5 separate regions of the Danio rerio genome follow, and all the other regions are linked to region 3. Evidence: chromatin contacts called from public HiCAR-type and HiChIP or PLAC-seq data. All regions are on one chromosome and are shown on one strand. Each heading gives the region's core, a stretch centred on a gene start, on an enhancer-like site or on the middle of the called end of the contact. The rest is flanking DNA. Distances are from core to core; before and after follow the strand shown.

Evidence for each region. HiCAR-type assays count read pairs that join an accessible place to other places. HiChIP or PLAC-seq counts read pairs in DNA pulled down with a chosen protein or histone mark.
Region 1: a HiCAR-type map of caudal fin shows a contact between it and region 3, with 11 times the contacts expected there. The contact joins the enhancer-like site here to the promoter of fscn2b in region 3. A contact is called at or near these places in 8 of 18 Hi-C or Micro-C datasets (caudal fin, embryo, fibroblasts and 2 more) and 2 of 4 datasets of contacts at active chromatin or transcription factors (caudal fin and gastrula embryo).
Region 2: a contact with region 3 is called in an H3K4me3 HiChIP or PLAC-seq map of embryo, with 6 times the contacts expected there. The contact joins the promoter of tbcc here to the promoter of fscn2b in region 3. A contact is called at or near these places in 1 of 18 Hi-C or Micro-C datasets (embryo) and 1 of 4 datasets of contacts at active chromatin or transcription factors (embryo).
Region 4: a HiCAR-type map of caudal fin shows a contact between it and region 3, with 6 times the contacts expected there. The contact joins the promoter of ndufaf8 here to the promoter of fscn2b in region 3. A contact is called at or near these places in 7 of 18 Hi-C or Micro-C datasets (embryo, fibroblasts, hematopoietic stem cells and 2 more) and 2 of 4 datasets of contacts at active chromatin or transcription factors (caudal fin and gastrula embryo).
Region 5: a HiCAR-type map of caudal fin shows a contact between it and region 3, with 9 times the contacts expected there. The contact joins the promoter of slc38a10 here to the promoter of fscn2b in region 3. A contact is called at or near these places in 1 of 18 Hi-C or Micro-C datasets (caudal fin) and 2 of 4 datasets of contacts at active chromatin or transcription factors (caudal fin and embryo).

The regions. Positions count from the first base shown.
Region 1 is chr12:36,711,793-36,717,384 of GRCz12tu, forward strand. The region is part of intron 14 of slc38a10 (solute carrier family 38 member 10); the gene reads left to right. Among named protein-coding and RNA genes, the nearest start is that of ndufaf8, 22 kb to the right of the region's middle. Within about 2 kb of position 3,114, at least 6 of the 62 cell types and tissues checked have an H3K27ac peak or open chromatin away from gene starts, as enhancers often do.
Region 2 is chr12:36,799,690-36,805,566 of GRCz12tu, forward strand. tbcc (tubulin folding cofactor C) reads left to right here and starts at 2,000. Exons shown (of 1, transcript NM_001256248.1): 1 at 2,000-3,251. The coding sequence starts at 2,052. The coding sequence ends at 3,104.
Region 3 is chr12:36,364,986-36,370,734 of GRCz12tu, forward strand. It overlaps fscn2b (fascin actin-bundling protein 2b, retinal), which reads right to left and starts at 1,378. Exons shown (of 5, transcript NM_200770.2): 1 at 559-1,378. The coding sequence starts at 1,378. The region is part of intron 2 of LOC103911938 (a long non-coding RNA gene); the gene reads left to right.
Region 4 is chr12:36,732,727-36,738,545 of GRCz12tu, forward strand. ndufaf8 (NADH:ubiquinone oxidoreductase complex assembly factor 8) reads right to left here and starts at 3,703. Exons shown (of 3, transcript NM_001303010.1): 1 at 3,447-3,703; 2 at 2,889-2,999; 3 at 1,292-1,455. The coding sequence starts at 3,527. The coding sequence ends at 1,435. tepsin (TEPSIN adaptor related protein complex 4 accessory protein) reads left to right here and starts at 4,040. Exons shown (of 13, transcript XM_001919649.7): 1 at 4,040-4,184. The coding sequence starts at 4,146.
Region 5 is chr12:36,668,306-36,673,999 of GRCz12tu, forward strand. slc38a10 (solute carrier family 38 member 10) reads left to right here and starts at 4,104. Exons shown (of 19, transcript XM_073918678.1): 1 at 4,104-4,314; 2 at 4,476-4,539.

The sequences.
Region 1 (5,592 bases), core at 1,864-4,363, 350 kb after region 3:
TCAGCAAAACCAAAATCACAATAGCCAAGAAGTAGGTAGCTGTTATCCTTATTTATCTAGCTACTCCTCAACTAGAATGATCAACATAAGCACACTATTGTTAATTGCGCTGTTTTTTATTTGTTTATTCATTTATTTACTTATTTTAGGTACTTTGCCATTGTTGTTGTTATTTTTATTAATTTGTTTGAGAATTTTTTATTATTTTTCAAGTATACACCTTCACAAGCCCCACAGCCCTTATCAAGAATAGACCTTACAATATTTTCCAAGTTGTCAGTTACTTCAGTCTGAAAATACAGATGTTTGGAGAGTAGAGTGGGTACCACAATGGCACCGGTAACCAATGTAACCGGAATGCACCAGACCGAATCAGTATATGAATTTCAGTGCCTAATTTCAGTACCCTTGGTGCTGCGAGAAGGATGTAAAAAGCATTAAGGGGAGCTTCAAAGGCACACATAGGTACGTGTTGTGTCACACCATCTCTAAACATTTAGTTTTAAACACCTTTGAGGGATACGGATACTGATGTTAGGCGATTGTTCTTGTTGATTAGGGAATGCATGCACATTGGTAGCGCGCGCAGTACAGCGCATTCGATGAGCGACTCCCTTCATATTCATCAAGACACATGATTGCGTTCTGCAAATTTGCTTAAACTAAGAATTCTAAAGTATGGCTATATTTTACAAGCAAGGTTTTTACAAACTACGTGAAGCAGATGCTTTACAAAAATTGCGTGTAAGGGGATGCACGTCAATCTTATGAAACATTTGAAGGCTCATGGAATCAACTTAAAAGCAGAGGAATGTAAGGAATGTCTTCGACAGCTTGCAACATCATCTGGCACTTTCACAAAGTACGTTTACAAGGACACCAATTCTCCGATTTTAATATGATTAAGACAATACTCTGCTTAAGAGTCTACAGCGTAAACATGTAAACAGTGGTTTTTGATTACCTTAAAACGCCACAGACACCTGCGTCTGGAAATGTAGAGGTTTTTTCTTTCCGTTCGGCGTGCGGTATCAAACTCCATTAAAACAACACTCTTCCACCAGTCCTTACTTCATATTCTCATCCAATACCTCAGTTTGTCATGGGGCATGAACAATATGTTCCTAAATAAAAAGAGAAACTGCCGAACTGCAGGTAAAGTTGAAAAATTAATAATGAAACACCCAAAAATACATGAAACTCCGGAGGAAACGTGGATAGCACATTGACGCAATGACGTTAATCAGTGTATTCTAACATGTAAAACGGGATCATGAATAGAACATTCAAAAAGCAGCTCATGTAAACATCTTATCATGTAAACATCTTATCATATTATTGTCTTATTCAGATTGAAGCAAATAATTTGATTACTGATGTCCATGTAAACCCTCAACCCTAGAAAAAAGGTGTTCCCTGATTTTGCTGAAAGCCTTTTACCAGGTTAGTAGTAAGATAATGTAATGTTATTTGCATAATACAAATCTTATATAAATAATATAATAATCTTATATAACTATATAAATTATGAATTGATGTACAGTTGAACTCAGAATTATTAGCCCCCTGTTTATTTTTCCCCACTTTCTTATTAACGAAGAGAAGATTTTTTTAAACACATTTCCAAACATAATAGTTTTAATAACTCATTTCTAATAACTGATTTATTTTATCTTTGCCATGATGACAGTAAATAATATTTGACTAGATATTTTTCAAGACACTTCTATACAGCTTAAAGTGACATTTAAAGGCTTAACTAGGTTAATTAGGTTAACCAGGCAAGTTAGGGTAATTAGGCAAGTCATTGTATAATGATGGTTTGTTCTGTAGGCAGTCGAAAAATATAGCTTTAAGGGGCCAGCAATTTTGACCTTAAAATGTTTTTTTTTAATTAAAAACTGAAGAAAACATTATCAGACATACATGTCTTTGCTCTGTTAAACATAATTAGAGAAATATTTGAAATAGAAAAAAAATCAAAGGAGAGGGTGAGGGGGCTAATAATTCTGACTTTAACTGTATACTTTAAATTTTTATTATATTGTTCAATTAAAAAGATTACTTTTTTTTTTTTTTGGTTGAATAAATGATGTTAAAAAAATAAAAGAGACTTACACCATAATTTTGTAGCTCAAAAGTATCGATTCAGACACTGTTTTGTCACAGGTACCGTTTAAAAGTATTGATTTAGCACTAGTATCGAAATAACCCCAAACGTTACCCAACCCTATTGTAGAGACATGGTAACAACAACAACTACAATAATAACAATAATAGTAATAATATTAATAATAACGACAATGATAATATAAATAAATGCATAAATGAAAAGAGAAACAATCATAAAAATTAGTATATATAAATACATCTAGACACTTTGCAAAGTGAGTGAAAAGATAAATAATAATAGTAGTAATTAATATATACAAATCAAGATTAGAAAAGAGAAAAGGATAAATTAAGCAAAAAAAGATAAAAATTAAATGTCAGTAGAGCGATACTTTATATGGTCAATATAATCATTAAAGAGGTGCATTTTTTTCAATTGATTTTTGCCTGTTCACTCATTCATATGTTATATGGGGGGTTAAATGTTCATTTATGTTCATAAAAGTGATTCAAGAAAAAAGAAAAGCAGAAATGGCACGTTTGTATACAACAAACGCGATTCACTCGTTAAATAAATAAAGTTTATTAAAAAAAGAAAGAAAAGCTAGTTATAATGAAAGCATGAGCTCCGGTGGCAGGCGTCTCTTTGAATCTGTGACCTGAATGACGCCCTTCAAACCTGAGCGGTCGCTGTCCCAGAGCAGCAGTGACACGGCCGGTGGCGTTTTCCCGTTATGGCTCCGGTCAGGGGGAGGGAGATGGGAGTCCAAAATCTGGGGCAGATGCAGAAACGTCAGCGTTCCCTCCAACACAGGCCGATACAGGATTGAGGCTCGTAAAAGACCAATGTCCCACCAACTTCATCCACCATTACCTCTAGTTTTGTGTTCTGCCACTCCTCCTTCCTCTCCCTCTCACTCCCTCCTGCTGACTGACAGTGGCATTTATCACCGAACGGACACCCACTTCCACACCTGTTTCCTGTTTACGGCGTGCTGGTGAGGGCAGATGTGTGCAGACGCGGGGCTCGGTGCGCGAGTGACTGGAACATGGGGCCCGCGGGCATGTGGAGGTGTGCGTTTGCAGATGTAGAATATCGCAGATGCATACCTTGCTTTTAAAGATTGTAGGGATTTGTAGCCCTCCCACTTCTTATTTATTTATTTTTTTATATACAGTTTAATTTGAACCCCCCTGTATTTTTTTTGTCCCCAATTTCTATTAAACGGTAAAACTTTTTTTTTATCTTAAAAGTGTTTTTATTGAACATGTTATTTATGAAACATGCATACAAATAGCTTTTTTTTTTTTACACAACAAACAAACAACGCCCATGGCACACATATAAATTTAGGCTCTATAAAAATATATGAATAATATTAACATAAAATACAAATAACTGAAAATATTAAGTAAAACATATTTTACTCTTTTATAAAAGGATTGAAAAGGAAAAAAAAAAAAACAAGGAAAGTTTCTACTATTCTAAAATAACTGATGGGTCCATCTTCTTTATGTGGTCTAAAACAGGTAGCCAAGTGAGAAAAAACATATCAGTACAACCTCTTACTGTACATCAGAACTTTTATAAGGTCAGATGGTGTAGAAGTTCAATGAGCCATTGCTTAAAGCAGAGATGCCCAAACTAAGGCATGAGTATAACCTTTCAATTGCCCACCATCCCATCTCAGAAAAGTTTGTCTTTTCAAACTTAATGTAATCTTTTATTTGTTTATTTGTTTGTTTTATTTTTAAAGGCTAATTATTTTAAATAAAATGTTTCAATTAAAAATTGTAAATTAATCAGATTTAGTTTAACTGTACACACCTGATGGATAGAGGACAGTGCAGAGACTTTTGTGAGCAAATTAGGACAAAGGCAGATTCTGCTTGACTAGTGTATTCAGCATTAAACTCCACTGTTATGTATGTATTGCAATGGGTTATCATTTAAAAAGTTACACTGCATTAGTTAATTTGATTAGTAATGTTTATTTTCTTTTTTCTTTTAAAATATTATTAAATAAATTAGGAGATTACCCATGGCAACTTTAATGTAATATAGTTTGGTATATTTACCTTCGGCCCATGGCTCATGATATTAGGTTTTTGGCCCTTTATACTTAAAAGTTTGGGGCACCACTGGCTTAAAGGTTGGAGGAAATTTTTCCTTCGAGCAATATTAACCTTCTAGCCAAAAGCGTTGCAAAGGCAATCCCATTTATCTTACTTTTATTAAAACATAAGGACTGTGGTGTGAAAAAAATCTTTTCTCCAATAAACAGAAATTGGGGAAAAAATAAACAAGCTGTCTAATAATTCAGGGAGGCTAATAATTCTGACTTAATATGTATATATACACACACATCTTATTGTATAGCATCCTATAAATATAATATAAGAATAAAAATATATATAAATTGGACTGTAGCGACATGCAGCTTACCCCCTTTTAATTTATTTTTTTTTTATTTAAGTTTTTATTGCAGAGAAATATATCACCCTCTGTTTTGTAAATTTTATTTTTATTTCTTATAACATATCTCTTAGAACTGAGTAGACAGGTTACATACAGGTTATTTATCATTCTTACAGTTATTTTCACGATTGGAGGTTAAAACCTTCCTAAATACATATAGTACCGAAGCTACGAACAATCTCAAAACCCAGTACTGATTTAATTTCAGTGACCACCTTTTTTGCCCACCCCTTTTTACTGTGTGCACTTTCTTTTCTTCTCTTGCTCTCGCTCTCATAGATCATGTTTATCAAGACTGCTGTTCTTTCTCATTTGCAATGTGTAACTCCTTTCTGCGTATGCATAATGCTGTCGTGCAGTAGATTATCTGTTATGGTAGTTCACTATACAGGCTCAGGTTAAAGGAAGGTGTGGACGTTGTAAATATTCAAAGGCTGTTTTGCACAGGACGAGTGGCAAGGTTATATGGAAAGCACTCTGCATCCATCTCTTTCTCTTATTAGAAATCTCCTCTAAAGTTCGGCTCATATCCTGGCGGTCTCTCATGCTCTGCTGCCCTCTACTGGTATTTGTGTGACACTTCTGATGTTTTTTTTCAAAGACAACTCTACTGCACTCAAGTTTTAGGCCTCTTACCATTATTTAGATTGAAATTAATATGGCTGTAAGTTTAAGAGTAACGTTTTGTGCATAGCATATATGAGTACACCCCACACAAATCTCCCTTTTTTAATTAAATAATATATTTTAAACAATGTACAATAAGATATTAGTGTGTGTGTGTGTGTGTGTGTGTGTGTGTGTGTGTGTGTGTGTGTGTGTAAATAGTGTGTGTGTGTGTGTGTGTGTGTGTGTGTGTATTTATACAACAGATCTGTCTGGTTCTCGAATCTGATTGGCTGATAGCCGTGATATTTCAGTAATATCAGCACCCGTACAGCCTCTTTACCCTTTGTGTATTACTCCACCCACATACAGCCAGCAACAAGCAGACACTACAG
Region 2 (5,877 bases), core at 750-3,249, 440 kb after region 3:
AATTCTACTCTTTAGCCCTTCCCCTTACCCCTACCCCTCGTTTTGCGTGTGCACGCTAAAGGGTAGGGGTGTCCCAATTCTCTTTGGCTTGAAGGCGTAGGGCTAAGGGGAAGGAGTGAATAGCCCTTTGAAGATTTTACAGGACCACACTCGAAACCAAGGTAAGAAAATTTCCCAGAATACACCAGCCACAACGGCAGTATAGCTGAACCCAGAAGTAGCGAGATACGCAAATTACTATTTTTTTGTCATAACAATTTTTTACAACAAACAAAGACGTGTTTTAATACATTCATAACCGCGTTCATGTTTTACCGTCATGCTTAAAAAAAAAAACACAAAATTTTGCTATCTTTAATCCCTAATCATCCTGTACAGCAGTCCCACAATATTCTGAGACTTGATGACACTGGAATACCCGGTCAGAAATGTCTAGTGGCTGGGAATGAGCTGTTTACAGTGTCTGCTATAATGATAATGTTGTTTTTGTTTGTTTACATAAATGAATATGGCCACTAGTTACGATCTTATTGCCATATTAGATCGTTATGATAACATAAAATATGCCTTCAGTGATTTCCTGAAGATAAATACCAAAAAATAACGCAACTGTAATAACCATAGCAGTCGCAATTGTCTGATCTCTTATGAAGCATGAGATTGCGATGACATATGATGACGTGTGCAGGTGCACTAGTAGTGCTGTCCCAATTCTTAGGGGTAAATTTTGAAGCCCTTTTCCTTAACCCTCGGTTGTAAGGGCCAAGGGGAAGGGGTAGGGGTATAAAAACAGAATTCGGATTGGGCCTTAATTAAAAGACAGTGACATGGACAACAAAAATGTATAAAAATTGTGCTATATTGTATTTTTTCATGTCCTTATAATACTCACAATGACCATATACCAAAAATACAGAATTTTACTGGTAATGGATTTCAAGATAGAAATAATAATAATAAATCCTAACCAGGCGACACAGTGGTTAGCACTGTTGCCTCAAAGCAAGAAGGTTGCTGGTTTGAGTCCCAGCTGGGTTAGTTGGCATTTCTGTGTGAAGCTTGCATGTTCTCCCCATGTTGGCTTGGGTTATATATATATATATATATATATATATATATATATATATATATATATATATATATATATATATATATATATATATATATATATATATATATATATATATATATATATATATTTATTTATTTATTTATTTATTTATTTATTTATTTTTAAACATCAGTTCTATTCATACACGACACTGTAAAAAAAATATGCACTAATCTTAAAATATTTTTATTTTCTAATAACAAAGGCTTGTATTTATATGAATATACTACGAATATACAGTTGAAGTTAGAAATATCAGCCCTCCTGTTTATTTTTTGCCCAATTTCTGTTTATTAGAGAGCAGATTTTATCAACACATTTCTAAACATAATAGTTTTAATAACTCATTTCTAATAGCTGATTTATTTTTACAGTAAATAATATTTGAATAGATATTTTTCAAGACACTTCTATACAGCTTTAAGTGGCATTTAAAGGCTTAACTAGGTTAATTAGGATAGCTTGGCAGATTAGGGTAATTAGGCAAGTTATTGTGTAACCATGGTTTGTTCTGTAGACTATCGAAAAAATATATAGCTTAAAGGGACTAATATTGACCTTAAAATGGCTTTAAATTTTTTAAAATTAAAATCTGCTTTTATTCTAGCCGAAATAAAACAAATAAAAACTAAAAGTCTTTCTCCAGAAGAAAAAATATTATCAGACATACTGTGGAAATTTCCTTGCTCCGTTAAACATCATTTGGGAAATATTTAAAAAAGAAATTCAAAGGGGGGCTAATAATTATGACTTCAACTGTACATCTCAAATACATATATTTATTAAACGAATAAGCAAAACCATGAATGATGTATTTAAAGCGCCAGTAGGAGTCTCCGTTACTAACAGAACTGATTCCTAATCCAATCATCGATAAGCACACTCAGACGAATCATCACATGACCAGCGTGCGTTTACCACGCCCGCTTTGAGAATCATCATGGCTGCGTTGGGAGTTGAAATGAATGTGGCGCAGGATGATGGAGAAACAAACACAGCTGTCAAAGTTCCCGAAAGCGTCTTGCGAAGAGATCAAGCGAGGCTGGAAGAGGCGGAGCGCCGGAGAGACGTCAAGCAAAGCCAGACCGTAACGGAAGAAAAGAGTGACTTCTTTACATCCACTTTCAACGCCGAGAAAACACAACTCGAGGAGATGATATCCAGCTGTAACGACCGCGAAAAAGCCGCAAAAACACTGGAGGAGGCAACTGTGAAGTTTCAACAGCTCCAGAAGTTCCTCAATGACAGTGTGAGGTTTCTAACCCAATATGAAATACGACAAGCACAGGAATCCCTGCAGAAACTCCAAAGCTCCATTACTGACAAAAGAGAGGAGATTCTGCCTAAAAAGAAGTTCGCTTTTAGATCCAGAAACACGAGTAAGCAGCAGCAGCCTACACCCATTCAGCAACAAACAGCAGACAAGCCTGCGCCAGGTTCAGTTGGCACTGTAGTGGTGGATGCTGCAGATCAATGCGGCTTCTCCAATGTTGACAATCAAGTCCTAGTCAGGCAAGCTGAGGAGATCCAGCAGCGAGATGTTTTGCTGTCTCACCTGACCCACTGTAAAGTCAGACTTTATGGCTGTCCGAGCACCTTGCACATCAAAAACATCCGCAGCTGTGAGATCATGTGTGGGCCGGTGTCCAGCTCTGTGTTTGTGGACCAGTGCACTGACAGCACTTTAGTGTTCCCTTGTCAGCAGCTGCGCACCCATAACACCACTGCCACTCGGGTATATCTGCATGTGACCAGCCGGGCTATTATAGAGGACTGTCAAGGGGTCAGCTTTGCCCCATTCACATGGACCTATCCAGGCATTCTTGATCATTTCAAAGTAGCCGGACTGAGTCCTGATAGGAATAACTGGACAGAGGTGGATGATTTTAATTGGCTCGCTGCTGGGACACCATCACCCAACTGGACTGTCATTCCTGAATCTGAGAGAATATGTAGTTGGGATTTTGTGGGAACGGCAGCTGAGCAGTCATGATGGGATTGTGTTGTCGTGCGATGGGTTAATGCACTAATATTGAGATGCTGTAAACAAAGAATGTTTAGGAGGTCCTCATTTACAATGATCATAAATTAACCAGAGGCTGTATATTAATATAATAAATCCAAATACTGATTTGATCACATTTGTTTATTTGTTGTTTTCTTGTCTGGTCATGTCAGTATGCATTTAAAGGGACAGTTCACCTAAAATGAAAATCTGTCATTATTCACTCATTCTCTACTTGTTTCTTTCCTCTGCTGAACACAAAAGAAGATATTTTGAAAAATGTTAGAAAACAGCAGCCATTGACTTTTGTAGTCAAGGGTGAACTTAACCAATAAGCAAGGTAAGCAACTGCTTAGGGCCCCAGAACATTAGGGTGCCCCGACAAATGCCAAGAGGCCTATAATAATAATCATATAGCTCTTATGTAAATTTTCAATCATATGTTGTAAAATCTGTCCGTACCTCTTAAGATTTTAACATTATTCTTTTCATAACCAGGGGCTTCCATGGATAATGGAACATTCCTTCCGTACTGCACATGCACGAGGTGTGAGCAGTTCAAGACACTGCCAGTGGTCAGAGTAGAGCTGAGGTAGAGGTAAGCAGAGTGAGCAAGAGTTAGAATTTTGAGAACATTTGGAAAAAGATTTAGACATAAGACAAACAATGAAACACAGCTCCGCCAGCGATTCTGCTTTCTGGCCAAAACACCTGTCAGATGATGAGCACGATGAGCTTTTTAAGAGATCAAGGGGCTGTTAAAAAAAACTAACATTTCCCAGTGGACAGTAGCGGCTCCCGATTTACAAACAGCAATTATTGATATATATATTAAAGATTGTGACAAGATTAAATTGATTGATTGTGAATGAAATTTTTTTTTATGTTTATATTCATCTAATCACAAAAATGGTTCATGAAATGTACATAGTTTGTGAACTTTAATTGTGAATTTATTGCATTTAATTTTACATTAAGAAAACAAAGGCTCCTTTAGATGTACATTATTTTTATATACTTTTAAAATTATATATTTATTTAAATACATTTTTACATGCAGTTTATTTGCATAAAAATGCTAATCTACAGAGAAAAATATGTCTATAGAGAAAGAATGTTTTGAGTATCAGTGCTAGGGCCCCATACCTGAAATCGCTTAGGGCCCCCAAATCACTAAGTCCGCCCCTGTCTGTATGGTTTGTTCCTATGGATGTCAAGGGCTGCTATTTTCCAACATTCTTGAGAATGTCTTGTTTTTCAATCAACACAAGAAAGAACGTAATCATAAAAAATTAGGATCATCTAAGCGTGAGTAAATGGTGTGAATTTTGTCATTGATGAACTTTCCATTATTGTATGATTATATCCCAATTTACCCACAAATTATCTCAATGTTTTCACACATTTGTGTTGTTTCAGAACTTTCAACTTTTTTGATGATTATTATTATTATTTGTTGTTTGGACAAAAAATATGTTTTGTATATACAATAAAAGTCAGTGCTAACAAAAACAGTGTGGTCAGCAACATTATATGTGTCCTGTGGATCACTGGGTTTCATTGTACAAAAAAAAAAAAGAATTGGTACACAACAAATAATAATAAAATGGTTAAAAGTTCTGAAACTACATACGTTAATTAAAACATTCTTTTTTCATATTAATAAAGCAGTAACATCATCTGATTCTGAACAATCGTGATAGGGTTGTATTGTTGTGTGATGGGTTAATGCACTAATATTGAGATGCTGTTAAAAAATGTTCGAGAGTTCCACATTTACAATGATTACAAATTAACCGGAGGCTGTATATTAATATAATAAAATCCAAACTGATTTATCAAATGTGGTTTTTTTTGTGGTTCTTTTGTCAGGTCATGTAAGTATGTGTTTAAAGGGACAGTTGACCGAAAAATGAAAATTCTTTCATCATATACTCGTTTTCTACTTGTTCCAAAGCCGAGTTTCTTTCCTCTGTTGAACACAAAAGAAGGTATTTTGAAGCAGCAGCCATTGACTTCTATAGTATATTTTGTTCCTATGTATGGCAGTGGTTGCTGTTTTCCAACATTCTTTAGAATATCTTGTTTTTCATTAAACAGAAAAACGAAAGTTTAGAATCACTTAAGTGCAAGTAAATGGTGTGAAAATTGTAATTTATTTTGTGAACTTTCCGTTATTATGCAATTATATCACAATTTACCCACAGATTATCTTCTTAATGTTTCCACACATTTATATTGTTTCAGAGCCTTCAACTTTTTTGATTATTATTATTATTTGTTGTTTGGACAAATAATCTTTGTATATACAGTCCAATAAAAGTCAGCGGTCACAAAAACAGTGTGGTCAGCAACATTATGTGCCCTGTAGATCACTTGGTTTCATTGTACATAGAAATGAAACAGCAGTTTGCTGACTGGTGTGAAACAAATTGTCTTAAATACTAATAGGACCAAAGAAATGATTGTTAATTTTAGCAGACATCCACAACAAGCGGTGCCAGTGATTATACAGTCAGCAATTGAGATTGTTTTATCGTAGGTACCTGTGTGTGCCTGATTGGTTGGAAAATACAATTCAGGTGTATAAGGAGGGTCAGAGTTGCATTCATTTATTAAGATGACTGAGGTCCTTTGGTGTGTCAGACACTGTTAAAGACTTATGATTCTGTGGTGTCCTCTGTGATTTTGTTTGCTGTAACGTCCTGGGGAGGGGAGCTGTTGGAAAAGGAGAAAAACAAATTAAATAAGCTTATAAAAA
Region 3 (5,749 bases), core at 128-2,627:
ATGGGGAGTAAGATTGATGGCACAACAGTGCAAATGCATGCTCAGACTACCAAAGTCAAGTTGTTTATCATATTATTCCTTACACTTTCACTGAATTTCTACTTTAAAACTGGCATGTACGTGCTTGCACTCAATAATACAGATTTTTATATCTGGTTGCCCAATAGGTATTAGAGGTACTTAATAGTTGTAATGAGGACACACATCTGTTACACAAGATACCTCAGGAGATAGGAACAAATCTATTAATAGCTGAATCTTCTTAGAGGAATAGTGCCCTTAAAAGTTCCCCATTATTAAGCATTCACTATATTTAGTCATTCCCTAATGACTTGCTTCTTCAGTTTCTTCTTTTCCACACAATGAAAGTCAATATGCACATACACAGCTGCAGAACCCGAAAAGTTTCATCATAAAGACAAATAATAACATGAGGGTGAGTAATTTTTCATTTTTGGGAGAAATATACTTCAGTGCTTTTATAAAGATTGCATCCCCCACATTTTACAGCAGAAAAGTGAGGATATCAGAAGCACGTGGTACACCAGCACAACTTACCCTGTCGAATGGAGACAAATCTGTTGTTGGCGGCCTGAAACACCACTTGCGGATGGCTTTCCTCAAGATCAAACAGCTCATCTTTGCCAGGTTTGGAGCATCGTCCAGAGCGCAGAGTTCCAGTGGGCCCCATGGGGGTCAAGTACTTCCCCTCACAGTCCTTGAAGGCCAATTTGCCTGATTTCAGTTCCAAGGTGTAGCCTGTGCCACGTCCATTTTCAGAGGACAGTTTCCCATCATTGCTAAGGAAGCGGCTGTCACTGGTCTTAAGACAATATTTGCCGTCCATGTACACAAGAGTTAGAAGTGCATCAACACCCCATGGGATGTTGCAGTCTACAGCAATCTCTCCCTCTGGCGATGCCAAGTGGGCATATCGTTTGCGGGCCACACTAAGCAGATTAGCTTGTGGGTGTAGGGCTAGATGCATGGCCCATAGTTCTGCCTCACCGATGGTCTGAGCAAAGCACGACAAGTAGTCTTCTGAACCTCCGAAAAAGCGCAAATATGGCTCAGACTGCAGGGCCCAGCGGCCATCTGACTGTGCCACAATCAAAAAGCGGCAGTCATTCTCTTTAGTCTCAGCCTCACAGCTTACCTTGCCATCTTTGTCAGAGGCCAGATAGCGCCCTAGGTGACTACGAAGGTAAACCACCTGACCATCCTGATCGTCTTGCTCTAGAGTCCAGATCTGCTTCTTCTTGAGGCTTGGAGCTGAAGCGTTCACCTTGAAGCCGAAGGCCTCCGCCGTTAGGTAGCGATTCTCATGATTAATAAGCCCGAATTGAAGCTTAAGGGCTTTGCTGCCATTGGAGGGCATCCTGGCTTACAACCCACAAGCCAGAGAGTGTTGAAGTCCAGAGAAAAAGCTGAACAGCCAGCAGACTTGCAAAGCTTGTTCCTCTATGCCACTTGATTAATTGGACAAGTAAATTAAAGTCTACTTCACTAGACTCCTTAGTGTTTCTTTTCAGAAATGGGCCTTAACTGCATCTACGTTCCTCTTTTAGTTTTGTTCCTGGTCCTTGGCCTTTCCGCTCAGTAAAAACAACGTCTTGCTCCCTGGAGAGTTTGCAGAGGCTCTGGAGATTTTTTCCCTGTGTTTCCTAATCAGATCAGATTATAATCAGGAGGACTCAACACCTCAATCCAGAGAGCCGCTGACGTCACCCTGATCCCAATGGTTAGTTTTCCTCTGTGCCTCTTTCACCCGCTTTCTCTGCCTCATTCCCTTTCCTTCTCAATTTACCTGCGTTTTTCTGTCTCTTGTCCTCTCCAGTGGCTGCCTTGGGGATTGTGGGATTACTGATCTCTTAAAGAGATGCTGCTCAAGACTGAGTCACACTGTTGTACTTCTTCTTGAAGCCTTACTCATCTCAGTCCTTCAGTATGACATCTGATTAGTTTGTCTCCTCCTCGTCCTCTTCTAAGTTTACTTCAGTCACATCCTCAGAACTTGTGTATCCCTTAAACAGACACCTTGTTTTACTCCGAGATCACAAGGTACCCACTAAGATGCCAGGTCAGCATGTGCCATATTAATGTTCCTTGAAGTACAGTGCAGCCTTTTGAGTGTACTTTGACACCTTTTCGACTTTCCTTTCACCTGTTGTTCTATCCTCTTATGTTTCTTTTTATGGTTATTTTCTCCTGTCTCGATATATATTGGATGTATTCTTACACTAGAGACCCTTTACAGAGTCCCAGTAATCCACCCGTTGTATAGTGCTCCTGCCTTTGTCCTTCTCCCCAGTCTCTAACTCTTTGCTGATGGCGCTTTGACACAAAGCTGGGTAACCAGAGCCCTCCCCCAGCACCAGTGGTAGTGGCCTGAGAGGGGGATCAGCTTTCCAGTGCACACTCAGGATACAGTTACACGACTTCTCTGATTCCGAGCTCGATGGGTCATCTTTATTACAGCAATGTACGCATGGGTGTGAGTGCACTTGGAGGTAGCAAACAGATGCTTATTCAAAGATGCATGACATGTAGCTACTGAAGACCAATTTACTGTGACTGTACACATCTCTCTTCCTCATTGCCAGTCACATAAGTTGTTTGCTTGGAATTTGATTTGCTGTTTTGCCTCATGTTTGTGTAATGCTACACATATTGTCGATCTATTTCAAATCCCAAGCATGTTTGTTTGAAAAACAGCCTCCTCCACAGGCCCCTAATCTGCCTTTCAATGATCCAACTCTTTTATTAGACCAATCTAATCCACAGCAGCCCCAAACCCCTCCTCCTCTCCTTGGGCGCGTCTTGGACACAGAACCTTCCATCTGTCGGGGACTGACCGCGTGTGGGACGGGTAAGCCTGAACCACACTCACATACTGAATACACACTCCTCTAAGCACGGGAACAATAACACGTTCGTTAACGTTCGTTATTGGCTTTGGCAGATCTATACTTTGTTTACATTTGTTAAGGATCCTCTAAGGAGATATGTTAACCTTAGACATGCACTGTGGCCCTTACATTTACACTTATGCTGAACTGAATTGAACTTTAACTCTGAAAACTGGACTGACACAGTTTCAATTTACTAGAACGTCTATGTTAAGCTGCTTTGACACAATCTACATTGTGAAAGCGCAATAGAAATAAAGATTAACTGAATTATGTTTTTGTCAAATACTTTGGTAATAAAACAATGTGCACATGTTATGTTTTGGATGCTACTCTGAGTAGCTTTGGATATCGCAGCAAAATCCAGACATGAAAATCACTGTATCTCAGTATAGCTGATCTTGTAATTGTGGAATAATGCCTTTGAGGAAAGTCAAAGTAAAGACAATGTAAAGTCAAACGTAACCAGTGGTTGAAAGAGTACTAGAAATTATTCATTCATTCATTTCCTTTTCGGCTAAGCCCCTTTATTAATCTGGGGTCGGAGACAGCAGAATAAACCGCCAACTTATCCAGCACATGTTTTACGCAGCGGATGCCCTTCCAGCTGCAACTAATCACTGGGAAACATCCATAAACACTCATTCACACACATACTCTATGGACAATTTTTAGCTTACTCAATTCATATAGCACATGTCTTCGGACTGTGGAGGAAACCAGAGCACCTGGAGGAAACCCACACAATTACAGAGAGAGCATGCAAACTCCACACAGAAATGCCAACTGACCCAGCCGAGGCACGAACCAGCGACCTTCTTGCTGTGAGGCGATTGTGCTATTCACTGCGCCACCGTGGCGCCCACAGGAAAATCATACAAAAAATAACTAAAAAAAGTTTGAGTTGCCAAATAGCAGTAGAAAAAAGTAGCCATTTTAAAAGTACTCAAGAGTAGTGATTAGTGAGTATCATGCTGTAAAAAGCTGATACATTTACATGTAATTTGTGCATGTGTGTAAAGAACAACGTTATTTTGATGTCCAATAACAACATCAAGTGACATTGATACTTGCTTGATTTTAGGTTGTGTTTGAAAGTGACCAAATTTAAAACGTTGAGCCAACATCCTTAACCAACGTCATATTAATGTCAAATACTGACATTTATACATCAGGTTTTGCAACCGAAATCCAACCTCTGATAGACGTCATAGTGGTAACGTCCACACAACGTCAAGAAGTAACACTATTAGACGTTAATATTTGGTTGATTTTAGGTTGGACATTGACGTCGGCCTGGCTTTGGGTTCTGATGTCAACTCGATTGTCATTTCTAAACAAAATGCAACGTCCCCACGACATTGAGTACATCGTCAATCTGACGTCATGTTGACAACCGTCATCTTCTCATCAGTTACATGCATTTAAATAGTCTCTGGTTCAATGCAAGTAAAGATTTCAGATATCTCCTTGGACACTTTTAACCCTTTGATGCACTACATGGGTCCAAAGTGACCAGTCTAAGGGTGCTTTCACACCTGTGAATCGATTCAGTTGTTCCGAAACAGAGATTACAATTGTTACATTGTTGCTCTTTGCTCTTGGAGCGGTTCGCTTTCACACTGCAAAGTTTCTAAACGGACCAAAAGAGCTAAAACAAGTCACGTGTGAGTAAACTCTCCTTACATTGGTCAGTGTCAGGGTTTATTTTGCAGCGTCGTGCTCAGCTGTCAGGAGAGGTGGTGGTTTGGTGGTGATTGACAGGGTGCGCGCGCGCGACATGTCTGAGGAGAGACGCGGTGGGGAGGGGTGAGAAGTGTGCGCGACTATGCCTATTTGAGGGAGGGAGACGCAAGATTACCGGGAGATCATCACTCGTTTGCGGGCATTCGGAGACTCGCGAAACTTCCCGCCCTACTCATAACTCTCTCTTCATATAGCCATAAGCCTATTACATATGCATAAAACACTGTGATATAACCACGCTCGGATCGGATCGCTTTCTCACTGCAATCGAACCGCTCCAGGGTTCGTTTCAATCGAGCCGAGACCACCTAATTCAAGCGATCTCGGAGCGATTACTTTGGCGCGGAACAGAGCGTGATTGACCTGTTCACATATGCCAATCGAACCGCGCTAACTGGCCAAACGAGATACGTTCCGAAACAAAAGTGTAGGTGTGAAAGCACCCTTAGGCTGCGTCCGAAACCGCATACTTCCATACTATATAGTACGCCAAAATCAGTATGCGAGCCGAGTAGTATGTCCGAATTCATAGAATTCGAAAATCAGTATGCGAGAAGTACCCGGATGACTTACTACTTCCGGCGAGATTCCGGAGTGCGCATCCCATGCATGCTGCGCTATCCCATGATGCCCCGCGAGCGAATTCATGAATGGAAGTAAAGCGACGCAACTGACGCAGGTAGGTCACGTGACCATGACAAAATGGCGGATGTAGTACGTCCGAATTCCATTCATACTTTTCACATTCATACTGTATAGAATGTACTTTTCTAACGGCCGAGTAGTATGTTTAAATTCAAATGCAGTACCTACTGAGTAGTAGGCGGTTTCGGACGCAGCCTTAAGTTTTTTTTCTATATTTATTTTATTACTTGTGCATTAAATGGTTAATGCTTCCAAACAGTTTGCTGCAATTAAAAATCGCCCATGTCTTGAGGTAGTATATAATGAGGCGATTTACAATTAATGTGTGATTTGATCGGATTAGAATCACAGGACTGATTTTTCTAATCCCCATAGACAAGAAAAAATAAAGTAGTGACTGCAGGTTGAAAGAAAATAGTGGAGTAAAAGTACCGATACATCACTAAAAT
Region 4 (5,819 bases), core at 2,453-4,952, 370 kb after region 3:
TCACATGGATGTGCAGCCGACAAACCTGCAGCAACTGCTTGACGCTATCATGTCAATATGGACCAAAATCTCTGAGGAATATTTCCAGTACCTTGCTGAATCTATGCCACAAAGAATAAAAGCAGTCATGAACAGAAACGGGGGTCAAACCTGGAACTAGTAAGGTGTACCTAATAAAGTGGCCAGTGATTAAATATGGTGAAATATGTTTCAGAAATGTTCACACACACACACACACACACACACTCCCAAAACAAAGATATCTCAAGACATTTCATATGTTTACTTCTTATTTTGAATAGAATAATTTACCGTCCTGAAAATATGCCTTTAAATATCTAAGACAAGTTTTTGTTTTTACATTTTGGAGGGAGACTTCTATAAATATTGCTAAAAATGTATGACTGACAAACACACAAAAAAAACTATAGATTAATTTGATGCACATTGCGCACAAAACCGATCATCCACATATAACCCTTTTCAACGTCAAGACAAGTTCCCCCAAACCCTTAGATTTTATTGCCAATTTGGCCCAAACGCAACCATTTCCACAAGACCATTCTCTTTCAATTAACACCTTGTAGAGCGCTGAAAACGTGTGAATGAAGCCCATATGACGGAAGGCCACAAACAAAGATCATGACTAAGCTAAAGCATTTTCTTCTTGATATACAGGTCACTGCTTTTCTGGCAACAGTTTTTTAATACCCGATCCGTCCCTCTAATTGGCTGCTTGAATTGTTTGTTGATCCCCAGTCATTAGTTGCTGCTTTTATGGCCCTTCTATCAATTAACATGTGGCTAATGAGGGTTCAGGTTGCGCAGGAAGGGTGTATTTAACAGTGGCACGGCTTTACATTCCATACGAGACGACTAGGAGCCCATAATCTTTTGTGGTGCCATTGACGTACACCCCACGGATACACATTAATCAGTCGGCCTTTCATGTTTCGGCCGGCTTTTGTTTGATTGGAAACAAACCCCCTAAAACCGCCATTTTGGATTTTAGGAGCGAGTCCAGATTTGAAGGTGGAATCGTGTGACGGTCAAGAGCGTCATAATGACCACCCATCATGTAGCACCTCATATCTCATTTCTCCCTCATCAATTACACACTCTGAACAACAGCGAATGTCTGCTTATCATTAGTCAGGCTCTTTTATCCTCATTCTGGTATATTGATTTGTGGAAAGGGGAGGGTAATGGATGCAGACGGTGAAATAATTCAGGCCAAACTGCCTCTGTATGTTATGTTCTATGTCTGAAGAAAAAACATTATTATTAGAGATTTTATATATAAAAAAGAGACTTTATTATAGATTTGTACACAATGGAGTTATTGTTTTGAGACATTATTGTACAGTACAGTCATGCATATTAACAGAGAAATGGTTCACTGGGAAATTATAATAATCTCCAACATAATATTCTTCACTTTACTGCTTTTTTCGCCTGCAAAAAATGAGAAACAATTAGTTATTGTCCCATTTTGACATCTGTATCAGATTAAGTTTATGATATATATAAATACATAGCATCTAAAATGGCAGTAGAGCAACTTTATTGATTCAAATAACTTGTATAATCAAAATAACATATCAAAACACGTTTAAAAAACAGCATCATCCTAAACATGTCATATTTAAATATTAGGGGTGTAACAGATCACAGTTAATCCGTGATTCATAAGGATCACAACACACGGTTCGGAACACACATGATCCATGGATTAATGTGTTTTTTACTGGTAGATTAATCCAAAATTTTAAATTATCACAGAGAGATCTAGCGTCTCACGTCATTCAAATCACATGTATGAAAGCATTTAGGCTTTTCTGTAAAATATAACGAAGATGGACTAAGTTGTGGTGGGTTATTCGGGATGTGGTGGGTTTTTCAGTTTATTAAAAGTGTTTTCTGTCACTTCATGTTTAGCCTGCATCGATGCATTCAGTGTAAGCTGCACGATTAATCATTGAAAGATCGGGATCTTAACACCCACGCAATATTTATTATAAATAATGGTGATTTGCATATATTCATTCGAATAGCTGCATTCAAATCTGAAAACGCGAAAATCAAGAAAGAGATTGAGTATTTAGTCTTTGAGTTAGTTTCAAACAGTAAAATAACACCGAAGTACTGGAATAACAGTTTAAAGTTTGGATAAAATCACTGATGTTTATGGTAGAGATTAAAATCACCATCATTAATGACGCTCAAAAATGAAAGTTGTAGGCAGCAATTACATTATTTAAATCAATAGGTGGCGACAACCAGGCATCAATAATATGCCACTCAGTAATTCTTCAAAAATGATGCATCCAGCAATGAAACATGAAGATTTACAAGTGAATAACTGAATCATTATTCGAAAATTAGACTAAAAATAAATATGGATTGTCCGAATTATAATGTTAGATTTATACTTTTAGAGTCATCAGCAACAGTAGTAGAAACTGAATTGTTCACAGTACTGAATATTTTACAATTTATTTTTATTCAGCTGATTATTTCTTCATTATATTTTTAATAAAATTATAGGTTCTGAGTTTTGTTTGTTAAAACCAAAAGTGTCTTGCAGTGCTGTTTTTGTAATAAATGGGAAGCAAATTACATTTGTCTCCCCTTCTTGGCTGATCAGAAAAAATGGTCCAATCCATGACTAAAAAACGATGTGATCCGAATCCTTAGATTTGGGATCCAATACACCACTAATATATATATATATATATATATATATATATATATATATATATATATATATATATATATATATATATATATATATAGTTTATGATTAGCCATGTCATGAATGAAACACAGTTATTATCTTGCTCGATAGTAATACAAAAGAAGAAAATGTAAGAAAGGAAATCACTCACAGCAGATTGAAAACAGCTTTTCAGTGCTTCAAATTCTTTGACGCACATGTTTCTGGTCAGCTCCTGTTTGCCAGTGGTTGTGGCGGCTACACATTTCCCATAAGCAGTGGCCTATTAACATAATTTAGTTTAATATAATATTTTATTTTTCAGGATTTGTTTATTAGGTGTGGGTTTGAGTGAAATGTTATTATTTGTTTTATTCAGTAAAGGTTTGATAACATTGGTTATATATTAAAACAACAACTGTTATTTAGAGAATTTGTTTTCAGAAAATTACAATTGGTCAAATAAGAAATTAAGTTATTTGGTGTGATTGAAAATAATGATCATTATTCCACCAATTATCGATTTCTTAACTTAAAACGTGTATTGTGCAGGCCATTTTTTTTTAATTCAAACACACAGGGAAGTTGTCAAATTGTGTGTTTGTGTGTATTTACAGTGTACATGTGCATAAATAAATAAATAAATAAATATATATATATATATATATATATATATATATATATATATATATATATATATATATATATAAATAAATAAATGTAAATGTACCTCTCCTGAGCACTGAGCCATCAGCTCTGGGAAGAGTCTCATTCTCGCTCTGCTGCGAGTCCAAACATTTGAACCCGACATAGTTCAAGAAATAAATAATCCTTTTATGGACCAGCAGAATCGAATTTTGCTAGGATTAAATCATTTTAAATCACTGTGTCAGTCAGTTATTCACAAAAGTCATGGAGATGTAAGCAGAGTGTATATTGAACATGGACAGCGCCATGCTGGTGACCTCTGAGACAGCGCGTGTAAACCCTCCCACTGAGGAGAATCTGGTCAATCACAGCGCTACTTCTGAACCAGAAAACATGTCGCTGGTTTATGATTGGTCATAGTTTTCTACGTATGGTGAGCAGCCAATAGCAAGGACGCAGACTTCAAAGACTTTTTCAGGATGTTCACGAAATCCACCCCAGTTTCACGTCCGCGTTTAGTCACGTGCATTTTAGTATCTACGGTTCATGTCAGTGAATCGGTTCCATTGAACAGCTCATTTTAAATAAGCAACCTAGTCGAACTGATTCAACTAAAAGAGTCGACTCACAACTCTGACCTCGCTGTGTCAAACGAGAGTGTCTGAGCTAAACTGAGGTTTCCTGTGGTTTGTGCGGAGATTCTCGCAGGCAGGACCTGCACGGTCATCCGCCCTCTGAGAAATGGTACACAGCCAGGCGAAAAAACACAGACTGCTCCATCATGGTTTCAATACTGGAACGGTTGGTCTTCCTACAAAAAGTACGTATCCGCGACACCGGGCAAAATAACGTCATTTCAGCTGTCGCTATCGCCAAACGTCATTCCTTACGTTGTTTATTCAATATCTGGCGATATATGTGGTCACTACACTGTTTACATGTACAAATGATTGATATTTATGTTTGTAGACGCTGGAAATGTACAATCAAATATGCCATGGTGTTTTGGACAGTGTTGTGGTACTTACTACTATGGTATTTTTGACATGTACCATAGTAATGACACAAGTGCAAATGGTCTGTGGTAAAACCAGGGTAATACTAAAACTGTTTGTTACATTAGTGTCATATTAATACTCTACGTTACATTAAAGTAACCTCAGTATTGCCATAGAACATTTATGGTATGGGTACTGACTGTACTGAAAATGTAAGAGGATTCAGAAAGTAATTCGTATTTATAATTAATAGTAATAATTAGTATTGGTTGATAAATGCTCATTTTTACTGATATTGTTATTAATAGCTTTATAAAAAAATATATAATCAGTAGATGAATTAGGGTTTATTATTTCTTCTGGTGTGTACTGCTGGGCGTTTTCTGCAGTTACAGTTTTAAAATAAAATAACTTGTCCATCCCCATTTCTCATCTCATTTTCATTCATTTTTCTGGGGCCGGGTAGCGGGGGCAGCAGTCTTAGGAGAGAACCTCAGACTTCTTTCTATTCTGACATTCCTCCTGCTCCTCTGAGGGGATCCTCAGGTGATCCTGAGGTGTTTCCAGGCCAGCCAGGAGATATAGTCCCTCCAGCATGTCCTGGGTCTTCTTCTAGGCCTCCTCCCTGTGGGACATGCCTAGAACACCTCCCTAGATAGGCATGCAGGAGGCATCCGAAACAGATGCCCGAGCCACCTCAGCTGACCTCTCTCGATGTGGAGGAGCAGTGGCTCTACTCTAAGCTCCTTTCGGGTGACAGAGCTCCTCACCCTATCTCTAAGAGCCACCCTGCTAAGGAAACTCGTTTTGGCCGTTTGCATCTGAGATCTTTACCTTTCAGTCATGACCCAAACCTCATGACCATAGGTGAGAGTAGGAACATAGTTTGACCAGTAAATCGAGAGCTTTGCCTTTCGGCTCAGCCTCTTCGTTACCACAACAGACTTGATACATCAACTGCATTACTGCTGCCGCTGCACCAATCCGCCCGTCAATCTCACCTTCTATCCTTCCCTCACTCGTGAACAAAACCCCAGAAACTTGAACTCCTCCACTTGGGGTAAGGACTTACCACCAACATGGATATGGTAAACCACCTTTTTCCGGTGGAGCACCATGGCCTTGGACTTGGAGGTGCTGATTCTCATCTCAGCCGTGTCACACTGGCAAGCAAACCACCCCAGTGCATGCTGAAGGTCTATGTTCGATGAAGCCAACAGAACAACATTGTATACGAGCCCGACCGGGCTTTCCCCGAAGGAGCGACGTAGGACCATCGTCCTCCAGGCCCAGCACTTGCAGGGGGAGCCGTAAGGGGCGGGTGCATTGTGGAACGGGTGGTGGTCGAAGGGTAGAACCACAGCAACACGATCTCCTGCCACAGAGATTGGTTCTCCACTTCATTTGTTTGCATTTTGTTTTTATAATCAGACTTAAAATGTATATCGATATTTTTA
Region 5 (5,694 bases), core at 2,854-5,353, 310 kb after region 3:
CTGAGCAATGTGCCTGTGATTGGCTGGGTTTCAGTGGGTGGGGCCAAAATGGGAGGATCTACTAAACTGTTCTGTGATCTATGCTTTTCTCTTAAGGCACTGAGCTGCCACTGCCTCCTCTCTTTTTACTGTGAAGGTTATAATTAGTGAGAAACGGCCGACGCAAATTTCTCAAAGAATTATTGAGAGGCCCAAATGCAGCACAGAAAGGTTTCCAGAGGGCGTTGCTTGTGTAAACTGAGGCCAAATCAAAGCATTTATGGCATAATATATTATATTTAGAATTCACTTTCATCAAGCAAAGCCATAAATGATCTGTTAGATTTACAGAAACCTCAAACTGCACCAATCACTCCCCTCTGCCACACAGGAATGAGGTGCCTTCTTTTTCCGCACGGACCCCCTTACCAAGACTGTAGTATATCAAAAAATCAGTCAAGTGTCGGCATTTACACATAACCATGTCTCAGAAAAGGATTTTAATTGGAGGAACTCGACGGGAGCTGACAGAGGGGCCCTTTCTGTGCTGGTTGCATGTAACAGGCCCCGCCATTGACCGGGCCCTCCATCCCCTGTGGCTGATATATGGCGAGTTTGCATGCGGATGGCTGTGCGTAACTTTGAGAGTAGAGGCTACATAGATCAGCCCATCAGCGCAACTCTTGTCACCCTCCTTTTTTATGAGTCTGAGGTTTTTTCCCCCCCTGTGTAAAGATTTATGACAAGTTTTTTCTCTGCTATTTCATGGGTGTTTGTGTGGGGTTAGTTAAGCCCAATTCAACATGAAGACCTGATTGAGATGTACTAACAGACGCTACTGTAGTTGGCAGTCACGGGGAGGGGAGCGATGGGTACAGCAAAAGACGGAAGGAAAGAGGCAAAGGAATTTTTCAGGCCTGTAAAATAGCCGCCTGTCAGGCCGAGACGCTTGCCATGTTTGGGTGGAGAGCAGCTTTTAATGGGCCAAGACAATTTGGCGCTCTTTCTGAAAGACTGACTTTTAGTGAGTGCTTCACAGGCATCCAGCGTCTGTACACATGTGGTCGGACAACTGATAAATGGACAGGACAACTAATCTGAAAGGAAAACATTCTCACTTTAATTACCCCCTATCTTTAAGCTGTGTGAAAACCAAAATTATAGCTGTCAGGCCGAGTAAATACTGAATGCACAGTTTTTCCCCTTTACAATTGCCATCTTGTGCGTTTGAGTGTGTGTGAGAGCTTCGCCCATAGCTGTAATAGCAGTATCTGTAACGTAGAAAGATTTAGTCGTTCTAATGGTGTAAATGTCGTTCTGACACTTTTACTGTCCAAATGCACATGCCAAGGAGCTGTGCTATGCCTGTGCATGTGTTACTGCGGGAAGAAATTCCCAGCAAGGTTTATACTGAGCCCCACACAGTGACCCGTCGATGTGTCTGAGCCTGCGTTCTGCTTATTTACCAAATCTCCATGAAACAATGAACACTATTTTCAAGCATCAGCTAATATTCTGCCATCTCACAAATGCCCTATCATTTTAGATATCAGTGATTTCTTCTTATCCTTAATCCTAAATATGGCATTAGCAGAAAATTTATGGATTCATATTTAAATATATACTTTACAAAAGTTATTTAAAGGGTCCACTATAATATCATATTTTAATCTTTAGTTGATGTGCAATGTACCTGTGTTAACATAAACTCTGAATGTAATACCCTCAAAGTTCAATGGAAAGGGAGACATTGGATTTTACAGAGTTAGCTTAGCAAAGTTTTGACCTCCTTCAGGAGGGATCAATCCCCCCAAACCCCCCTGTAATTTGCACCCTGCCAATAATCAATTTCAATTACATTTACCTTTTAAAATGTTGCTTTTTTGGATGACAATTAAAATGTCTTACAGGTATTTCTGTTTTTAAAATGCAGATTAAAATGTAAATTTATTTAAAACCATATGTTTTTCAAAAACAAATTAACTTCACCATTCATTCATTTTCTTTTCAGCTTAGTTCCTATATTAATCAGGGGTCACCACAGTGAAATGAACAGATAACCTATCCAGCATATGTTTTACGCAGCTGATACGCTTCCAGCCACAACCCAACACAGGGAAACACCCATACACTCTTGCATTCACACACATACACTATGGCCAATTTAGTAATTCAATTCACCAAAAGCACATGTCTTTGGACTGTGGGGGAAACCGGAGCACCTGGAGGAAACCCACACGAACATGGGGAGAACATGCAAACTCCTCAAAGTAATGCCAACTGGCCCAGCCAGGGCTTGAAACAGCAACCTTCTTGTTGTGAGATGATCGTGATACCCACTGTGCCACCGTGTCAACCATAAATTTAACCAATTTTAACTTATTTAGGTTACACAAGATTCAACTAGGCTAAAAAATTCTTAAATAAGTTTAAATGAATTTTTGATGCATAAATAATGAAAGCAGCGACTGGACTTTAGACATTTTAAGTTGAATTACGAGTATTTCTCGTCTAAACAAACTAATGTTTTTTATCTCCATCAATGAGCCAGTTGTACTTAAAACACACCCCCATCAAATAAAATGGACAAGATTTGAAACTCATGATCATCCTATAAACTAATGATTTGATTTAGTGGATCATATGAAAACAAGTGACACTGGAATGAACAAACACCAACAGCGCTGTTTAGAATACTTAGTAAACCATTGATTAGCAGCGCTGACAGTTTATTGGCACCGAATCAGGTATTCGTTTCTTTTATTGAATTCAGCCTTTAGTTTCTACCAGTCTCCCATTATAAATAGGTCCGACCTTTGGTTGAACGCTTGATTGAGGCATACCATTCTCATTGCACAAAAAACATCTTTTGTTCCTTTTATTCACAATTATCAGCATAATGGCCATTATCTGCAGCCTTTAGCAATGCTGATGGTTAATAGAGAGGGCTTTAATAGATTTTAGGAGGACAAAGGTAGGCAATGTTTAGCTGCACATGTCAGTCTTTTTGTGTGTAGGGAGAGCCTGCATTAAAAACCTCATTCACAAGGCTGGTTGATGTGTAATTAAATGTGATTACCGCCGCAGTCTGTGTGTGTCCTTTCTGAGGTCACACACTCAAACACACACACACACACACACACACACACACACACACACACACACACACACACACACACACACACACACACACACACACTCCTCATCGCCAGGTTTCATCCCCCTTCCTTGGCTTCCTGAGGAGCCTGTGACTTTGGTGGCTGATGGGAAATTTTGTGCATGCCTGAGCTCACAAAGGCTCTCTTTCAGACGCATGCATGCTTGACCTCTCGCAGTTCATCGCCCTGCTTTGTGCTCCTGTGACCTCGCGCTGACCAGGGGTTTCCCCTGGAGGTCAGCGGTTCAATCGGGTGCCTGTGTCTAATTTCTTCCTGGCTACAGAATCTCTCTCCCCCCCTGCCACCAAATCTGCCCAGCAATCTGCCCACAGTCGCCCCTTCTGCTTCTCGGGCCTAATTCCAATCTTCAGGGATTAGGTGTGGAGTGACAAGACCCTCCGGCCAATGGGCTGACTTGTCAGTTAGGTTGAAGGCCAGTGGTACACAATAGCCAGACTTTTCCTGTCTCCTAGCTAAAACCAGCCCCCCCCTAAAACAACACGTTAAAATCCCGTCCCAGGAGAGCACATGCCTGGCTGGGGCAAGCCGGTCCAACCTCTCCTCCAAACACACCAGTACCAGAACAGAAGCCTCTGTTGCACTGATTCCGCAGGGCTCCTGTTGCAGATCAACATCCCTTGTTCCTGTTTCCCTTTCCTGCTCAAATCTCTGTCCAAATGAAACAACACCGTGTTTGGTCTGTTGACAGACGGAGCCATTGATATGATCTCTGCATGCATAAATCCTGTGCCGTGTGTCAAAGTAATGCATCATGGGGCTCAAAAGATATTGCAGGTGTTGGTTACTTTCAAAACAAAACGAACAAACCGTCAACTTTCAATTTCAGCTGTATTTGTCAAATGAAAGTGAACTTGACTAAGCGTGATGTGCTGTGGGGCTGTAATTCCACTCCTGGCGGCCAGAGGCAGTAGGGCACACTGGGGACGTTTGAAGCGCAACACTGGCAGAGCTCTACGCGCACTTCCTGGTTACAGATTGGGGAACAAGGAAATTTTTGCACATTTCAGAAAAATTGTTTCTATATATTAGTTGGATCTTCTGGAGCTCTATAGAGACAGCATAACGATAACCGGATGTTTATAAACAATCGCTTAAAATCATTCATGAACCGATGGTCACGAAGAAATTAATGACTGATGGAAAAAGTGTGGACGTGGTATGTAAACAAACTTTTTAACAACATGCTCAGTCTTAAAATGAGAAACGTTACGAACAACTCATGTTTAGTTATGAGAATTATGTATTGTTAGATTAAAGAGCACATCATATTTGTAAATTAAGTACCAGTATGTGATCATTAGTTGTTCTGTTGTGTAGGAAGTTGGTGATGTTCAACGTGTCATGTATGCTGTCAAATAATGTCATCGTTTCAAGATAAAAAGTAAACACGGCAGGTTTCATATGTCTTCTGCATGCAAACACATTCTACCATTTCTAATTTAGAGATATCCTCACACAAATGATCAGTCAATATTTTAAATCAGTGGGAAAAATACTCAAGTGCCCTTGACAGCACAACTGTTTCCACGTGGCTGGAAAACGTAAAACACATTTGATTACAGTATGTGTACAGTAATATTGAGGCAAAGTTGATTTTATATTCACACATTCAGAATTTCACCTTCTTAATTTAATTTCAGAAAAGTATTGTTTGCAAATTCCAAATAGGGAAATCATATTAGCAGCAAATGACTGTCAAACATTGTTCACAGTTAATTAAATAGTGCTAAAGTTGATTTGAAGTCATTTTACTGGTGTAAAGTTGGCTTTATTTTTGCACATTCAGACTAGTTTCAGAAAAGTATCTTGAATTGTGATATCATATTATCAGCCAATAACTATCATAGTACAACATTGTTCACAATCATTTAAATAGTGATGTTGTTTTGAAGTCATACTTTTATAGGATTTCAGACCCATTATTAAAAGTAGCATAGTAAACGATATAGCGAGCATGTCATAATTTGTCACTGAACAAATGTTCGAATTTGTTCGAACATCTGCCAACTTTACCTCAATATACATTTTTAAGTGAGACTGAATATTCAAACTGATGTGGTAAACTATATAGAGACCTTCCATAGAGATAACTGTGTTTATCAGCTTTTTGGTGACAGTATTTAATGTGTTGGGCTCATAACAGTATGTCTAGGGATGCAACGATTATATTTTTTGGTTGTACGATTATAGTTTAAGAAATAATCACGGTTTCACGGTTATTATGCATTCCTTGATTTTAAAACTACTAGTTTCTAAAATCACATGAAAACTTATATTTTCAAGTGTTAATTATTGTTGCTTAGTAATTATACTGTATAACACAAAATAATAATAATAATGAACAAACAATAGTCTATTTCACTTTTTACTTAAAAATAAGTGAAAAAAGTTTCTGATATTTAAACAAGTAATCATTTGAAACTGAAAATAAATTAAAAAAATAAATAAATGAACAAATAAATAATCAAGAAATAAACAAATAAAAAATAAACAAACAAATAAATAATAAAGCAAATAAATAATAAGTGAATAAATA